2 separate regions of the Zea mays genome follow, and region 2 is linked to region 1. Evidence: chromatin contacts called from public Hi-C data. All regions are on one chromosome and are shown on one strand. The core of a region is the stretch at or near the end of the contact, and the rest is flanking DNA. Distances in the headings are between cores, read along the strand shown. Region 1 has its middle 9.9 kb from the start of LOC100282695. Region 2 holds the start of LOC100282207 (2-hydroxy-3-oxopropionate reductase).

Region 1 (3,624 bases), core at 195-2,694:
TCATAACACCCTCTCCCTGTTTTAACTGTTTTTACTTAAAAATTGTCACTAATGGCACTAACAGCTAGACAAACACAGCTAGAAAGAACAACTAGTACAAAAGGCTTGAAAATGTTGCCTCCTAATGGCACTAACAGCTAGAAAGAACAACCAATACAAAAGTCTTGAGAACTTACTGGCGAGCATGTTTAGTATGAACTCTCTCCTTAGAGTCTCTAGAAGTACAAAAAGCATGGTCATCTGGTTTGGCACATTCACAAACACACTCGCTGCTTTGACAAAAAACAGTACCAGTAAGTCCCAACCTAGTCAGCTCTGTTATAGATTTTTGTTGTAGGGCTTGCATTTGATCCTCATGTGTAGCCTCATCTTGGAGCTTAGCTTCACGATCCATGATTTTAGTCATTTTCCAATGTGATTTGAAGCATTCTTAAGATCACCACGAAATCCACCTAACATATCCAAAAATGGGTCACTTGACTTGCTAACTTTTCATTTCCTTTGTCTCGCTTCCTTCTTTAGAGGTTGATGAAGTAGAATCAAATGAGTTCCTATCTAAAGCCCATCGTGTTGTTTCTCTAGACATACTATCTTCTTCCACTTCCCGATCATGGCTCTCTTCCAAAGTTATTTCTTTCCGCAAGTTTAAAATGGCATCACCAAGACCTTCACCACCTTCTCTTGTAGCATTGTCCTTCCCACATATAGCGGCTAAGGTATCAAGGTGTGATAATGAAATGCCATACAAGCCCTTTGCATCAGGATATCTCTACAAGAAATCACTTTAAGAAATCAGTACAATCAAAATGAGTTCATTAAAATAAATAGAATAAAAGAGGACACATGCTCCTAGACAGTGCCCGTAAAACACCCTAAATCTATCAATTGAAGCAACCTAGTTTGATTTATTAATTTTCAAAAGAAAGAAAAAAATCTTCATGTTTACAAATAATCAAATGATAATATAAATAAATGAAATATTTTCTTGAATAGATACAAATTTACCAAGTGTTTGACGCATTCTACCGAAGCATTTTTTATTTGGTTTGCAAATCCATTTTTTGGGTTTAACTTGTGTGAGATGAAAACTTCATTTTATAAAATAATAATGAATTGATAGCATATATAGGTTTAGGAAACATGCGATTATATATGTGATTAATTATTTGATTAAAAAAATCCTATTTTTGTTGATTTATGTTTTTTGTAATCTTGATTTTATTTAATCAGTAGATTTATCCTAAAAGTAGTTCTTTTCAAATTGATTATTTTATGTAAGTATTAAAAATATATTTATATTTTTAATGAATAACCTATTCTAGAAAAGAAATTAAAAAAAGGAAAACCAAAACTCACGAACGCTCGCTCTCACTGGCCGTTCGGCCAGAAGCCCAGCAGGCCGCTAGGACCGCCCACGCTCAGCCCCAGCCCTCTCCATGTGCGCATGACAGGTGGGACCCACTACTTTCTTCTCTCCTTCCCTAGTCTCTCTCCTGCACGCAGAATGGGACGCATGCCGGCATGCGCAGCCGCCGCTGCAAACTGCCGCCTCGACGTCTACCGCCGCTGCTTCGCCTTGCGGCTAAGCTCTCTCTCTCTTTGCCTCCCCAGCTCAGTGGAAAGTGTTGCCGCCGCCTTCGCTCCACGCCAGACCGATCATCTCCTCTCCCCTGGTGGACGCCGCGCCGTTACTTCCCACTAGCTCGACGCTACAGCTTCCATCATGAATGGTGAACGCGAGTCCCTGCTTCACAACCGGCGCCCCCTCGCCTCGTCTAGGCCAATAAAGCCACGACCGAAGCCCATCCTTTCCGTTTCCCCTGCTCGCCATACCTCCACTCCCTGCTCCTCTTACGCGCCTCCAACCTCGCTGTCGAACCTGACGCTATTTGTGCGAGCGCCGAGCGTCGCTCCCTGCTCTCCTGCAGCCGCCGTGTCGTTCGTTGTTCATGCCACTGCCGCACCTCAGAGTCTCCTCGTCGCCGTTGGAAAGCACTAGCAAGTTCACCGCGATCTCCTCCGCCGTTTCCCCATCTCGGCACTGCCCCTGCGATGGCTTCCCCTGCCCAGCTCCGCTGTCCCCTGTTCGCCGTGTCCCTGCTGCCGTGAGCCCGTGACTAGAGAGAAGCAAGGTAGAAAAAGTCTAATTCGTGATATATCCTCTGATGACTACAGTTAATCAGAGATCTAGTTTATACGTTTTTTAAATTGATTATTTAAATCTAAATTAGTTAGAATTTATTTGATTAGCTGCATAAGTATGCGATTAATATTTTTAGTTATTATTTCAATCCGTTTTCATATTTTCACAACTTAGTTTAATTTATGTTGGTTGAAATTGATTTAAGTATAGTTTTCTAAATAAGAAGTAAAAGAAAAGAGTAGATCACATTTTGTTAAAAAATAGTAGATAAATAATTATATATATATATATTATAAAATATGATTTAATTTTGTATTCAAGTTTATATATATATATATATATATATATATATATATATATATATATATATATATATATATATATATATATATACACGTGTGTGTATATAAGTTGCTTATTCATAATAAAGTTTTCTAAAAATGCTAAAATAGTAAAATTGTTGTTCATATATTTAAATTGAAAATGATGGATTATATGATTAAATATAGTTTTCTTTTCAAATTTAGGTCAAGTGTTTTCCTAATAAAAAGATAAATATTTACTATCCTTTCCTATAAAACTTGATTTAGTCTTATAATTATATATTCTTTGCAAATTTTACTCGCCATAGAGCTTTTCTAAAAGAAATGTTAAAATGACATAATTATTCTTCATGTTCTTTTTATAATTAAAATATTAGTTTATATATTGGTTATGAATATATCTTTCTTAATAATAATATAGATTATGTGTTGTCGGTGTTTGGACCGTAGGCCCTTAACCAACCAGTAAATAAGCCGCGTGGTCGACTCTAAGGGTCCCTTTGGTAGGGCTTATTTTTCAGCTTCGGCTCTGGCTCATGCAAAAGTTGTGCCAAACACCTCTTTTTCAAATAGCTTCACCAGTGAAGTGCTTTTCCAAAATGAACTAGAGGGCATGAGCCAAAAAAGTGGCTCACCCGGCTTCAGCTCACGTCATTTTTGCACAATAGCCCTCCCACCAGTACAAATTATTTTTTTTGGTCCTGCCCTCAATCCCTAGCCACGTACAGGAGAGATAAACTATACAAGGGTCTTTCTGAAAAACAACCTATAAGCCGTTTTGCCAAATGATTTTTCAGAATGGCTTTGGCTCATCTAAAGAAGTGGCTTCACCTCGTGAGCCAGAGCCAAAGCCGTTTTTGGAGAAGCCAGAGCCCTGCCAAAGGGGCCTTAAATGGTGTGCGAGGTGACACAAGCGATTATCCTGGTTTGGGCTACTCAAGGCCCTACTTCCAGCAGAGAGGATGAGACTTATATTGCTCGCACCGTGGTATCTGTAGTAGGGGATTACAAGCACAGCGGGAGAGGGGAAGTCCCCAAGTCCCTAGAGACGATTGAGACAAGTGCCAATATCTAAGACAGAGTGAGAGAGATAGAGTTCGTCTACGTGTGTCGATCCCTCCTCCGTGGAGGGACCACTGCCCTATTTATACACCAAGG
Region 2 (4,015 bases), core at 525-3,024, 730 kb after region 1:
AGGATGGGATGGCCGGGCTACGATGGCCGAGGTTTTGGCGAGCTTGCGGACAGCGCCGCGCTCGATTTCCTGACAATCATCAGCGTCCAGTCGTCGGCAAGGGTGGGAGGCGTGCAGAAGGGCAAAGTCGAGGGGCTGGGGCTTCTTATAGGCGAAGGCGTGGGCACGGGCGCGGGGCTAGGCATGCGGTCGAGCCGACCAAAGCTCGTGGCGTGCGTGGGCACGGTCAGAGCGCGTTCCCGAGTGCCAGCCGAGGTCGAACATGTGGAGGTTTGCTTCTGCCCATGTCCAAGCACCTATTTAGCTGCTCTAACGTGTGTATCTTGGCAAAGATCTCGTGTAAGGTCTCTTCCCTGTTCCAAATCCTTTCTTTTCTATGTGAGTTCCGACCGTAGATATGCTTAGGATGAGGAGAAAAGCTTGAAAAGCTTGTGTCAAGTTGGGTCTGTCACTCAGCATGGGTCGCGACAAAAACCAGGCCAAAGCGTGTCAAACAGTTTTGGTTTAGTTTCAAACTTCACCAGGGTGTGTCTGAGGTATTTAGGTGCCACTTTGTCCATAGGACCATTTGCTTTTGAGTTTTGGAGCTAGGTGAACACGGTTGATCTTTGAAAATGGGATGAAAAAGACTTAGAGAAAATATTGATTTCCCCCTTTGGGTTCCTTAGTTGAGTATCCAATTTGGGGCTATTTTAGATTCATTTTGGGGAAACTTCCTTGCTATATTTAGTAGATATTTTGGTAATCTTCAACTTGTATAATTAGTCCAACTCATGATAATGTTATCCTCATTGTCTTTTTACCTGATTTATGCATTGTTTCATATGTCTCATGTGAATAGACTTAAGTTTTTTTAGAAACTTTTCTCTCTGTTATAGGCACCATAAGGTTAAGGTAGGCATCTTAGAATAATAAACACTTGCTAACCATTTGATTGCTAAGTTTTGGTTATCTTGGGCTTAACTAAACCACATGTGATAATAGGTCAAGGGTGTGGGTACAGAGTAGAAACCCTGAGTAACACCTGTGGTGTTACAACCCTCCCCCTAAAAAGAATCTCGTCCTGAGATTTGGGTGAGATTATAAGTGGTAAGGAGGTGGGTGACTCTACTGCCTAAACAGGGGTGGTGTACATTTTGAGACATTTTGCCAACCAGCTCTTCGGATGTCATCCTCTTTGCAACTTCAGAAGGAAGCCCTATTATCCTTATCTAGAGGTTCCAATTTTCTTTAAGTAGTGAGGTATGATGGCATCTTAAAAGCAGAAAGCAAGGGGTGTGATGGGGTATGGTTATGTACCAACACTTTTTAATAGGAATTCAGGGTAGTTTCTGCTTAGAAAATCCTCGATCTCCCCTGTAGCTTCTTCTTCGGTGTGGTTGCTCCATTGGACTTTATACATCTTAACTGCAAGCACTCGTACCAGCCTCACAAGTTATGGACCTGAGTAAGTGAACACCAATGGCCCAATCAATAGCCACTGATCCAACGAACCCGTGCCTGATCCAATATGTTCCCTTAGTCCACGTGCTCAGCGACATACTTAAACTATAGCCATTACATCGTGTATTTGACCGTACAAAATACTGTTTTACAGTGAAGACTATACTATTTATATGGTGGAATTTAAAATAGAGATGATAATAAAATAAATAACTGAAGGGCCACAACGACTGTCCGATGCACTGTAGACGGTGGCGATCTAGGCATCCTGCGCTTCTCTCGCTACGTAGACAAGACCACAAAAAAAAAAACACTACGAGTACCATACAGAAGAAAATCGAGGATTGGCTGGGACGGACACAGATAGAGGAGGGTTTGCCCCTGCACACCGCTGCGCTACTGGGAGGAGCACAAGTGTATCGCTGTGGCTGCGGCGCCCGGCAGTCCGCCACAAGCACACGCGCACACAGGGGCCAAGCGCCTACACCTACAGAGGAGAGACAAGGTCTGCCGTCCGCGCGTGCGCGGAAGAGGGGACGGAGGAAGAAGGCTGCCAGCAATCAGAGATGGAGGTGGGGTTCTTGGGTCTGGGCATCATGGGCAAGGCAATGGCGACCAACCTCCTCCGCCACGGCTTCCGCGTCACCGTCTGGAACAGGACCCTCGCCAAGGTATTGCATCGGAACCGCTGCGCCCGCGCCCTTATGTTCTGCTGAAATCCGAATCCGTCGCCTCCCGTCCGCACGCGTGCTCCCGAAATCACATCTCCATGACCTCTTCTCCTAGTGCCAAGAGCTCGCCGCGCTCGGCGCCACCGTCGGGGAGACGCCTGCCTCCGTCGTCTCCAAGTGCAGATACACCATCGCCATGCTCTCCGACCCCAGCGCCGCCCTATCAGTTAAGACACGGTTCATATTATTCAGCCGTGGTTCCTCTTTCTTATACAGGATATAGGAAATACGCGACGTTTCATTTTTTTTTCTAATCGATTTCCGGTCCGGCGGTCCCTGTTTTTCCACCTAGGTCGTCTTCGACAAGGATGGCGTGCTCGAGCAGATCGGTAGCGGGAAGGGCTATGTGGACATGTCCACTGTTGACGCTGCAACTTCGACCAAGATTAGCGAGGTATCTCCCTCAGCTGCTTCTGTTTTATCAGATTGCAAAGCCTCTTTTCCTACATTACATTCAGTTCTGGTATCTATTTGGTTTTTGGCTATTGTGCAGCTATAAGATGCCGCTTTCTTTGTTTTTGGCGTCAGTGGTAGATGACGAGGTAGTTTGATTGTCTGGATATCTAGATCGCCACTGAGCAATGGTTGCAGGGATAGACCTTGCATCATATCTTTCCATTTTATCAAGCTTGTCTAATGTATCGTATTCTACTAGTGTTAGCCGTTTTAGGATGAGCAACCTGTTGAAGATATGTCCAAGAGACAATCACAAATAATTCAGATTAGAGTCCAACTCGTATTGGGATTAAAGGTGTAATGGGCCACGACCAATTAATACGCTCTATAAATATATGGGAAGCGGCTAGGATTACATGATAGCTGTCCAATGAGCTTCACCATAAATGGACTTACGAAGTTTATATCTTGTACTGTGGTGTGGAAGGGGAGCCTCATCAGTTCGATTGCTGCAGATGGCTAGGCCGAACCACAGATGGCAAAGATCCTTGAATCGCTCACATGATGATGTGCCCTCATCTTGCTCTAGGGGGTCCTCCTTGCCAGTCGTAGGTGGAGAAGACGAGCTTGCTGAAGTGGGGAACACCTGAACAGTGTTCTTAAGGCGTCGCCTAGGCGACGCTTAGGCGTCCAGGCGCCCGGGCAAAACTGGCCGTCTTGCTCGCCATACCCGCCTAGGCGCCGCCTAGGCGCTAAAGCGGTTTTCTGGTCCACCTGCTCGCCTAGGCGCCTTAAGAACACTGCACCTGAACTGACGTGCGCACGGGCAACATTTACAGTGGAGGAGGCCTGCACAGATGAGCAAGGTGGCCCCTGCGGAAACATTGATAGCAGGGACGAAGGGGGCAATAGTGGCTGTTGCGGTGTGTAGGAGGGTGGCAAGCAGGGTGGTGGAGGCCAGTACAGTGGTGGTGCTGTAGAAGGATGGAAACATCGTCGCTCCGTACCCTGGCATCCTATAGGGAAAACCCTGGTGCATGGCGCTCACAGAGTAGGACGCCTGTTGGTGCTCTAGTGACGATATGCGGGTGGTCAGATTAGCTAGTTGCATGGTGATGTCCACGAAGGCCTTCACGGTGCCGTTGGTGGCCTATGGTGGGATTGACGACTGCTTCTCGGAGTCATTGTCAATCGGCATCTCCAATACCAGATTGATAGGATCTGGAATCTTGTTGCGGTTCTGTAAGTTGTATGGATAGAAAATCGATGGCCACAACGTGTACCTCCGGCAGCACACAAGAGTCGTGGTCACACACAGGAAGTAGGGAAATAAGCGAGCGAGAAAGAGACGTGGGAGATGGCCCTTGAGGTCGAGAAAGATAATTATCTTGCTTGCTTAGATTGATATATCTCATCTCTTTATATAGAGGCTTACTTGACCACTG

What was found. Hi-C and Micro-C count contacts between places; a contact is called where the count stands out from the background.
Region 2: a Hi-C map of tassel shows a contact between it and region 1, with 3 times the contacts expected there. The contact joins the promoter of LOC100282207 here to the enhancer-like site in region 1. A contact is called at or near these places in 2 of 25 Hi-C or Micro-C datasets (ear and tassel).

Annotation. Positions count from the first base shown.
Region 1 is chr4:124,472,552-124,476,175 of Zm-B73-REFERENCE-NAM-5.0, forward strand. No RefSeq gene overlaps it. Among protein-coding and RNA genes, the nearest start is that of LOC100282695, 9.9 kb to the left of the region's middle. Within about 2 kb of position 1,445, at least 17 of the 20 cell types and tissues checked have an H3K27ac peak or open chromatin away from gene starts, as enhancers often do. A contact at or near this core is called in ear and tassel, where this site is marked.
Region 2 is chr4:125,205,505-125,209,519 of Zm-B73-REFERENCE-NAM-5.0, forward strand. LOC100282207 (2-hydroxy-3-oxopropionate reductase) reads left to right here and starts at 1,775. Exons shown (of 8, transcript NM_001155119.2): 1 at 1,775-2,114; 2 at 2,230-2,340; 3 at 2,467-2,568. The coding sequence starts at 2,010.